Linked DNA regions of Mus musculus: region 2 is linked to region 1. The links are chromatin contacts, called in public capture Hi-C maps. All regions are on one chromosome and are shown on one strand. The core of a region is the stretch at or near the end of the contact, and the rest is flanking DNA. Distances in the headings are between cores, read along the strand shown.

What was found. Capture Hi-C pulls out chosen DNA fragments and counts their contacts.
Region 2: a capture Hi-C map of embryonic stem cells shows a contact between it and region 1, with 7 times the contacts expected there. The contact joins two enhancer-like sites. A contact is called at or near these places in 1 of 115 datasets of contacts at active chromatin or transcription factors (embryonic stem cells) and 1 of 9 other capture datasets (embryonic stem cells).

The regions. Positions count from the first base shown.
Region 1 is chr3:135,502,667-135,507,941 of GRCm38.p6, reverse strand. It overlaps Manba (mannosidase, beta A, lysosomal), which reads right to left. Exons shown (of 17, transcript NM_027288.3): 2 at 939-1,033. Among named protein-coding and RNA genes, the nearest start is that of Manba, 20 kb to the right of the region's middle. Within about 2 kb of position 2,216, at least 43 of the 459 cell types and tissues checked have an H3K27ac peak or open chromatin away from gene starts, as enhancers often do. A contact at or near this core is called in embryonic stem cells, where this site is marked.
Region 2 is chr3:137,824,077-137,829,338 of GRCm38.p6, reverse strand. No RefSeq gene overlaps it. Among named protein-coding and RNA genes, the nearest start is that of Gm31678, 24 kb to the right of the region's middle. Within about 2 kb of position 1,473, at least 32 of the 459 cell types and tissues checked have an H3K27ac peak or open chromatin away from gene starts, as enhancers often do. A contact at or near this core is called in embryonic stem cells, where this site is marked.

The DNA.
Region 1 (5,275 bases), core at 967-3,466:
TGAAGATAACTTGGTCAGTAAGGTGCTCGCTTGCCATGGAAGCAGAAGAATTTGAGCACAATTTACAGACCAACATAAACGATGGGCACAGGCACAGCAGCACTTGCCGGCAAGCCCAGAACGGGGGAGGCAGAGACAGGAGGACCCTTGCGACTCATTGACCAGTCTAGCAAAATTGGAGAGCTCAAAGTTCAGAGAAACAAAAAGCAAAGTGGACAGTAATTGATTAAATCGCCTGGCATTTCTCCTTTGGCCACACACATACATACACACACGCACACACACATGCACACACACAGAATAACTTCACAAAAAGTACTGCTGATCAATACATCAATACATTCTCCAAGACACTGGGGAAGTCCAGGGCATTTATATAAAATGGGATTTAGGTGACTTCAGTATAACCACTAGAGCAATTATTCCCTAAAACGCAATGTCATGACTGATGAGCAGTGGCCCCATCCTCACATATAAAATGAAAAATAAATTACACAGTCACTTCGATAACACAAAAGTCTAATCTGATTTAACTCTGATTGATATACAACCTAAGCAGACATAAAGCATAAATGAAAATCTTGTCATAATACAGTATATAGCACATAGTATACATAATATAGTATATATAATATACTTTTAAAAAAATTTATTTAATGTAAGTACACTGTAGCTGTCTTCAGATACTCCAGAAGAGGGCATCAGATTTCATTATGGATGGTTGTGAGCCACCACATGGTTGCTGGGATTTGAACTCAGGACCTTTGGAAGAGCAGTCGGCGCTCTTAACCACTGAGCCATCTTGCCAGCCCTATAATATACTATATAGTACATAGTATCTATGGGCATAGTATATATACTATAGTATATATGGACATAGTATATATAGTATATATGGATGTAGTATATTAGTATAGTATATATAAAAATATACATACCTGAGATTAAAGGGGATTTTAAATTCCGTGCTGTAGGTCCAGTTATCTAAGGAAATCCATCTATAGTTCAGGTCATTAAATCTGTAGTAAGGATCCTGTTGGTACAAGATAAACATGGTAGCCAAATATGCTAAAAATAAACAATTGAAATAGGTAACAAACAATGACTATTGATCACCTAAAAATTAATGAACTCTTGGCCTAGGAAAGTCAGACGATTAACACTGAGAATGTGGGCTGTGGATCAGAGGCTGCAGATACGGCCCAGTGGTGGGATATGCAAGGCCCCGAGAACAGTGCCCAGTGCTGTAAAACGACGAGGATGTGGGAGAAAATTCCCAACAGTATGCGTGAAATGAAAGAGCTCTGCGGTACAAATAATACTCATTATCAGAGAACGTGTCCGGAGATAGATACCGGCTCCCTTTGTATTGATTGTTTTTTATTATATATTTGTTTATATGTGTGAGAGTGCTCAGGCATGCACCACCGTGGGTCTCCCTTCTCCCCAGGGCCATCGGCCATCGGCCCACGTGGACGAAGTGGGCAGAGTGGTTGAACAGGGTATTGGATGGCCTGTGAGTACAAAAGAAAATGAAGTCATTCCAGGATCAGTTTTAGGGAGACAGACCAACGTTTTTAGGGGTGAATCAATGGTTAGATAGTTTAGGGGAAAGGAGTAGGAAAATCCAGGATGGACAAAGGTCATTGGCTGAAGGCTAAACTGAGCCGCCTCATTAGCCTAGAGAGGCATCCCAGGAATCTCAGGTGCTTGCCGATCCAGTTCTTATCAGGAGAAAGGAAGCTGAACCTGTAATCTAACCAAAGACATTCCACAGATAGAGGGGAGATGGGGGACCGGGGTGGGGGTTGAACTCTCCGGAGAAGGTCAGAGAAGGAGAAGCCCTGCTGGTAAAGAGAGTCCACCATTTTGTGAGAGCTCAGAAGGCTATCTGGACAATGGTAGACTTTGACCTTAATTAGCAGGGCAACACTCCACAGCACCTATGTGGGTGGTCAGAGGACTCGGTGGGAGAATCAGTTCTGCGTTTCCGTTGTGTGGCGTCCGAGAACTGAACTCAGCCATCAGGCCTGGCAGCAAGCGCCTTCACCCACTGAACGGTCTCCAAGAGACTCTGGCTGCCTCTTTTAAGCCAAACATAGAACCTCCAAAGTCCTGGCAGTAAATAAAATCTGACCGCCCTGGGACACGTTTCCTTTCTCTCCCAGGGCCCAGTTCTTGCTCTTTGCTTCCACTACCCCGGATAGCCTCCAGGGGGCAGCACATCTCCTGCCCTCTACTGCCCAAAGTTCAGCAGAAACTCCCATTCCTTGGAGACCTTAAGCATTTCCAACCTACTTTTCACTACGCTTTCTAAGTGAGCGCTGCTGGGGGCTGAGTAGAGACCACACAGGCAGTAAGTACACTCACTGCCACACTCATAGGATCCAGCTTTCCTGGATTATCCATGTTAGCAAACTGCAGCCCGTGGGCTTGATTCTGTGTGGCAGCCAGTCAAGGGCCAAGCGCTGACAGACTTACTAGGAGTTGTGGATATGGACCAACAGGCAAAGCACTGTTGCAAAGGTCTAAAGATCTCAGTTTGATTCCCCAGCAACATCGTAAAAGCTGAATGGAACAATGCCTGGAAAGTAGCCCAACAGCTAAGAGCACTTGGTTTTTTTTTTTTTTTTCGGGGGACCAGGATATGATTCCCAGCATTCAACTGGTGGCTCACAATCATCTGTAATTCCATTTCCAAGGGATCCAAGGTCCTCTTCCAGCCTCCCTGGGCACTGGGCACACACTAAACACTAATGCAAATAAAATAAAAAAATTAAATCTATCCGTTTTTTTAAAGGACAAGGAGCCAAGCTTTGTAGCCCTCCTGGGCTGTTGACATAGCCGATAGCAAAGTCACAGTGACCCCGACTATAATACAAAGAGGAATGATTTATATAAATCTATTATCCAAGCCAATCAGTTGCTGTAGCACCAATTTTTTCCCTTTGAGACCTATTCCACTGGTGCTAGAGAGAAGACTCAACAGTTAATAGTTTTTGTTTGTTTGTTTTATTTTGTTTTTTGAGACAGGGTTTCTCTGTGTAGCCCTGGCTGTCCTGGAACTCACTCTGTAGACCAGGCTGGCCTTGAACTCGGTTAATAGTTCTTAGTACTCTTGCAGAGGACCCAAGTTTGGTTCCCAGTAGCCACATCAGGCAGCTCACAACCACCTGTATCTCCAGCCCTCTTCTAGCCTCTGTAGGTTCCTGGAGATGGGTGGTACACATAAACTCACACAAACTTAGTCATAGCTAGGAAGAAGGGATCACAAATGAGGAAATGCCTCTATCGGAGAGGCCGTTAGGAAGGTCTGTGGGGTACTGTCTTGATTAATGATTGATGTGGGAGCACTGAGCCCACTGTGGGCGGTGCTATCCCTAGACAGGTGGTCCTGCTTATATGAGAAAGTAGGCTGGGAGAGACACGAGGAGCAAACCAGTTAAGTGGCATTCCTCCTTCTACACTTCTGCTTCAGTTCCAGTAGACTGTGACTCAGGATGTGTGTGCTGACGACTTTATGTCAACTTGACACAAGCTAGAGTCATCTGAAAGGAGGGAACTTCAGCCAGGTGTGGTGCTGTACACCTTTAATCAGAGTACTTGGGAGGCAGATGCCAGTGCACCTCTGAGTTTGAGGCTAGCCTGGTCTACATGAGTCCCAGGGCATCCAGAGATACTAGGTAAGACTGTCTCAAAAAATAAAACAGGGCTGGTGAGATGGCTCAGTGGGTAAGAGCACCCGACTGCTCTTCCGAAGGTCCGGAGTTCAAATCCCAGCAACCACATGGTGGCTCACAACCATCTGTAACAAGATCTGACGCCCTCTTCTGGAGTGTCTGAAGACAGCTACAGTGTACTTACATAAAATAAATAAATAAATCTTAAAAAAAATAAATAAAATAAAATAAAATAAAACAATCCGGGCAGTGGTGGCGCACGCCTTTAATCCCAGCACTTGGGAGGCAGAGGCAGGCAGATTTCTGAGTTTGAGACCAGCCTGGTCTACAGAGTGCGTTCCAGAACAGCCATGACTACAGAGAGAAACCCTGTCTCAAAAAACCAAAAATAAACAAACAAATAAATAAATAAAAATAAAACAAACAAGAAGGAAGGAGTCACAATGGAGAAGACAGCTCTATAAGACTAGGTTGTAAGGCATTTTCTTATTATTTCTTAGTGGTTAGTGGGAGAAGGCCTAACCCATTGTGGGTGGAAATGGGTCAGAGCTGTTGGTCCTGGGTTCTATGATAAAGCAGGCTGAGCAAGGCACGTTGAGCAAGTCAGTCAGCAGCACTTCTCCAAGGCCTCTGATTCAGCTCCGGCTCCAGGTTCCTGCCCCGTTTGAGTCCCGGACCTGACTTCCTTGGATGGTAAGCTGTAATACTGAAGCATAGTCAAAAAATAAACCCTTCCCTCCCCAAGTTGCTTTGGTCATGGTGTTTCATCACAGCAACAGAACCCCTAAGATAGAGCTGGATGTCATCTCCTGGAGGGCAGTAACTCCAGGAGTAGAAGAAAAAGCCAGTGTTGTCCATGATCCTCTGCAATGAGAGTGGAATGGCCGTGTTTGACTGGTAGTGACCATCTGGGCAGCTGTCCAGGCTTCCCACCCATGAAGCAGCATCATAATGACTCCAGGGGAGTACACTGCCATCAAGGTTTCAACCTGCCACACATCGTTCCTAACTAGGGTAGCTTGATAAGCCACCTCGGGAGAGAGTAAGGTGAGCTTTAAAGCTACGAAACAGATTTGTATTTTAAGTTGTGCTTCGGGGTGAGACGCTGTCAACTGGTGTGTGGAAGTCCCAACTACCTTGCTTCCCTTTCTGCTGCTCTGAGCCGCCCCGGTGAAGAAACACAGAATAAATATTTAAGAACTCAGGCTGGAAGAGAAGCCCAGTTATTAACTTGCCCAAATGTCTTCACTCAGCCCTATTTATAACTCCGCACTGTGGACTTAAACCAAGATGGTTAAAAATATCATGAAAGAAAAAGACTAGCAAGCTTCGAGGGCAGCTCAGCCAAGGACGTCAACACACTGCACCCCAGGGCTAGCGGGGGCAGCAGGGCTTGGGTCTCCTTCCTGTGTCTGTGTTCCTTGCAGGAAGCTACGAGGGAAGCCCAAGAAGGCAATCATGCTAGATGTGTTTTCTCACATGAAGAGAATTTACAGGCTAGTTTCTCCCACTTATACAATTCCAACTTTTTTTTTCCATTTTACTGATGGGGGAGGGGGACCCAAGTGCCAGGCCTCACGTATGGAGCCAGAGGA
Region 2 (5,262 bases), core at 224-2,723, 2.3 Mb before region 1:
TGTATGTAACTCTAGCTCTAAGGGATCCGACACCCTCTTCTGGACTCTGTGGTCACCTACACATATACTAGACATACTTACACAGAAACAAAGGCGTGCAAATAACTCCTTAAGAAATATACCACATTTCCCAGGATTGTCCCAGTTTGCTTTCTGTTGCTGTGCTAAATACATTGACTAAAAACAACCTGGGGAGGAAAGGGTTCATTTCAAGCCTCTAGATTACAGTCCTTCATCAAGAGATGCCAAAGGAAGAACTCAGGCAGGAGCCTGGAGGCAGGAGCTGAAGCAGAGACCCTGGAGGAACGGTGTTAGTTGGGTTGCTCAGCCTCCTTTCTTACCCAGCTCAGGCCCAGTAGCCTAAGGACAACACTTCCAATAGTGGTCTGGGCCTCCTGCGTCAACAAGCATCAAAGAATATACCTCCCCAACTTGGCCACCATCCAGTGTGAGCTTGGGCAATTCATTAGCTGAGGTTCCCTCTTCCCAGTTGACTATGGATTTGTGTCAAGTTGGCATCCAAAGCTGACAGCGACAGGGATCATTTGCACGTTTGTTACAAGAGAAGAATCTGTGAATGTGCAGAGAGCAGAAACCACGAGGAGGAGGCGTGAGGGTCTCTCCTCAGGCTCTTGGCATTGCTGGGGACATTAGAGAATGCGGTCTGCGTGGCTTTGAAGAAAATACCAACCAAACAAAACCAATAATGATTGTTGATCAAGAAGGCAGATGAGGGGCTGGTGAGATGGCTCAGTGGGTAAGAGCACCCGACTGCTCTTCTGAAGGTCCAGAGTTCAAATCCCAGCAACCACATGGTGGCTCACAACCATCTGTAACAAGATCTGACGCCCTCTTCTGGAGTGTCTGAAGACAGCTACAGTGTATATATAATAAATAAATCTTAAAAAAAAAAAAAAAGGCAGGTGAGAAAGGCCACAGATCCTTAAGGCTTGGGCTATGGTAATGGCTTACAACTGTAAACTCATTAAATTACGTAGACTAAGGAGGCGCAGCTCTCTGTGTGTCAATCATAGTTCAGTAAGGTGGTTTGTAAAGCCAGAATTTCCTTGAAAGCATCTGGGCTGTGGTTCCCACCTGCCTCTCCTTTTATGGGCTCTTTTCCCACCTCTGGAGTTGTTAAAATTCGTAAGATTTTTGTTAGTGTTTAAAGCTGTCTTGTGGCAAATTTCAGGGAGACACCCTGGCCTCTGCTAGTGCTTCGACAAAGCAGTGTAATGGGGATTTTATAATCTGCAAGGTTTCAGTGTAAGCAGAGCATCGAGATCAGTGATTGTCGCCATGATTTATAACCTTCTCTAAACATCGCCCCCTCCCCCAGCTGCCTCCTCCTCGAGGGCCCAAATGTATTCTTCCTTCCTGGAGGCCTGTGTGTTTAGAGGATCTGCTAACTCACTGCCTTGCTTGTGTCTTGACACGCGCAGTCCCTGCTGTCTAGGGTGCCTTTTTATCGCTCACCCTTCCGGGTTTGGAGCAGATCTCCCCCGCCTCCCCCCTGATTTCTAACTCCTCTGTCTAGTGTCTGTGATGGACATTCATGGATTTGTTCTCTAATCTCTCCGGCTTTTGTCGTCAGTAGCAGGGGCTGTCAGACAGTGCCTCTGCTGTAGCCTGTTTTCTGTTGCTATAACAGAACTCCAGAGACCCATTTATAAAGCTAAGAGGTTTACTTTTGACTCTTGTGGCTCTGGGAGGCTGCAAAGCTTGTGAGCGGGCAGCCATGTCTGGTGAGAGCCGAGCCGTGCGTTATTTTTATCACAGCCTCTCTCTCTCTCTAACTAATCCAATCCTGTGAGAATGAGAACTCACTTTTAGGAGAAGAAAAGTAGCAATCCGGTTAAATGACCTCCCCTTAATACTGCTGCTTTGTGGCCTGAGTCTTCACTCATGAATTTTGGTGGACACAACCTGCCTTCAAGCTACTGCAGAGCCCAAAGCCTGCTTGTTAGATCTGAGCCTCTGGCCTTCAGACCAGAGAAGTGCTTCCAACTAGCAATAACTGAGACGTGCAGCACATAAAGCCTCCAGGATTTGCTGCTTGGCCCTCTAGAGAAAGGGAGAAAGGGTTTTTGTTTGTTTGTTTTGTTTTGTTTTGTTTTGTTTGCCAGCTTTTAGTCCATAACAAATCTCTCTTCTCATCCACTGAAAACTTAAGACTCAGGGCTGGGGATGGCTCACTAGTCTTTTCCTAGCATACAAGAGGCTCTGGGTTTGATAGCTGTTCTAGTTTGCTTTCTATTGCTGTGATAAAATGCTGACTAAACAGGGTACATTTCAGCTTACAGGACTGTAGTCCAGTGCTGAGGTGAGAATTGACCCCGGGATCAATGAGGAGCGCTGCTCCCTGCCTTGCTCCCATGGCCTGCTCAGCTTGCTTGCTTATACAACCTCTCGGGCCCACTTGCCTAAGGGTAGCTGGCACCTCTCGCAGTACTGTCCCATTGAGAGACAGAATCTTTTAAGTTCAGACTCCATTTTAGGGAACTTAAACTCAGGTAACTAACAGGCCAGTACTATAAACATTGGTTTCCAAGTTACCTCCACAACAAGACCAGCATCTCCAGGTTAATCTCTCCCAACAAAACTGGAACCTAGCTCCAGCTTCTAGGCTAAGTCCAGCAAATCCAGCATTTCCAAGTTAATTGCCAACAAGCCTGCCCTCTGCTTAAGGACCACCAATGCAGAGGGAAGCAGAAATTAAGTTTATGATTTGATTCCCAGCACCAGCCAAAGTCCTTCTGCAAGTGAGCAAGGTGGCACAGGTCAGGAAGTACAGATGTCTGTGTTACGCATTCTTAATTTTTCCCTGCAGGTGCAGAGACATTCTTAATTTTTATCTAAGCCATAAGGCTATGACCTACTATGTTCACCAAGTACATTTTGTAAGGAGTACCTTGACTCTATAACATTGAAGGCTGCACTGATACTTGGTTCTGTCCTTTTATGTAGCTTGTTTTTGTTTTTGTTTGTTTGTTTGTTTGTTTTTGGTTTTTTGAGGCAGGTTTTCTCTGTGTAGCCCTGCTGTCCTGAAACTCACTCTGTAGACCAGGCTGGCCTTGAACTCAGAAATCTGCCTGCCTCTGACTCCCAAGTGCTGGGATTTAAGGCGTGCGCCACCACTGCCCGGCTCTTGTTTTGCTTTTAAACAGTAACCTCAAAATTAGATTACTTCTTGTAGAACCATGAATACAGCCATATGGATTAAAGAAAAACAATTTTTACTGAGAATTTTATACATGCATATAGTATGTTTTGATCACATCCAACTCCCATTCTTCCCTCCAGTCCTGCCCTTGTCTTCCTGACCACTTTCCCTTCCCAGCTTCAGCTTCATGTTTTGTTCTCTCTCCTTCCCCCTCCCTTCCTCTTTCATCCTCTTCCCCATCCCCTCACTGCCCCACTCCTTCTATCCTGAGTCCACTTAGCTCTGTCTGTGCATGGACTAGGACCATCTACTGATGGACAGGAGCCTCTCAGGAGTTGCATCCCTGGAGAAAATTGAATCTCCTTCCCCAAATTGCTATTAATTGCCAGTAGCTTTTCAGATAGAGGTGGGACCTCATGACGTTCTCTCCTGTCTATGCTTGGAGTTTAGTTGGCTTGATCTTGTATAGGTCTTGTTCACGCTGTCCCAGTCCATACAATGGCCCTATTGTATCCAGTAAATACTGTTTCACCACAGTTACTCACTACTTCTGGATCTCATAGCCTTCTTATTGCCTCTTTCTCAATGATCCCTGAGCCCTGTGGAGAAGGGTGTGATATAGATATCCCATTTAGAGATAAACACTCCACAGTCTCTTATTCTCTGTACCTTGTATGTTTCTGTATGATTGCCATCTACTACAGACAGAAGATTTTTATATAAGGTTTGAGAGATTCACTAATCTTTTTCCATCCTTTTACCCTAAGGTGATATCTGCCTCTGATGGTGAGGTGTGTTTTTTGAAAGCATCAAAGAGGTAGATCCTGTTTTCTAAAAGGTACATACAGTCTTCTAGCCTTGCCTCCTAATTGGCTGAATTAAGACAATTACTATTATGAGTCACTGAGCAATGTGCATTAATATGTTATTTTCTTGTTTTGGGGTGTTTTCTTCCATCTCTTTTGATTAACTGTTGTGGAATTTTTCACTTATTCCTGTGAATAGTTGGGTGTTTTTATCCTTTTATTCAAACTGAAGTATCTCTTCCATTGTTCTTCATAGAACTGTCTTAGTGGTCATAAATGTCTTTAATCTCCTTTTGTCATGGAAAGTTTTGATTTCTCCTTCAATTTTATTATTGAAGGACATGTGGAAGGTGGGACAGATATTATTCTGATGGGTCTGTTTATAAGTGACTTGACCCTTCTTTCAGCTTTTAATATTCTTTCTTTAGTCTGTATTTTAGCAGTTTCTTTTCTGGTCCTCTTGTACCTGAAAGAACATCTCTTTCTTTAGGTTTGGGAAATGTTCTCCTAGGAAAGTCCCCTCTGTACTTTCATTATGTTCTTCTCAACCCCACCCCTTTCTCTCTTACTTGCTTTGTGATCTTAACCTGAAGGTTAGTTCTCTTCGTGATATCACAGAGCTCTCTTACATTCTGTGCATCTATAGTTTTAAAATTGTATCATTGTCCTTTCCAAGTGGCCTGATTCCTCTCCTTCACCATTCTGAGTCTCTGTTTTCTACATTGCCATTCACTCGGCTCATTGAGATTTCCGTCTCCCGCATCCTTTCAGTTTGGATTTTCCTCAGCAACTCTATCTCTTTGTTGAATTCTATTTTTACATCTTGGAATGACTTCCTCATTTCATTCAGCCATTTCCTTTTGTTCTCTTGGAGCATAATCAGGCCTTCTTCAGATTGTTTGCACATACTTATAATCAGTCATTGGATTACTTGTCTAGAAGACCTTCTATGCCATTCACATTAGGTGCCATTACTATAGGATTAGTGGTTTGTGGTGGAACTGTGCTATCTTGGACTTTTTTGTTGTTTCAGTCTGTCCTCTGGAACTTGCTCAGCTGATATATTTCTTGACTAATTTATTATCTTTCTCCTTTTAAACTGAAGCCTCTCTGCTTTTTTTATTTAAACATAATTTCAACTTTATTTTTTATGTATATTGGTGTCTTGCTTACATGTATGTCTGTGCACCATGTGCATGCCTGGTACCCACAGAGATCATAAGAGAGCACTGGAGCCTCTGGAACGGAAGTTATGAATGATCTTCTGGAATAAAAAGTCCTCCTAACCGCTGG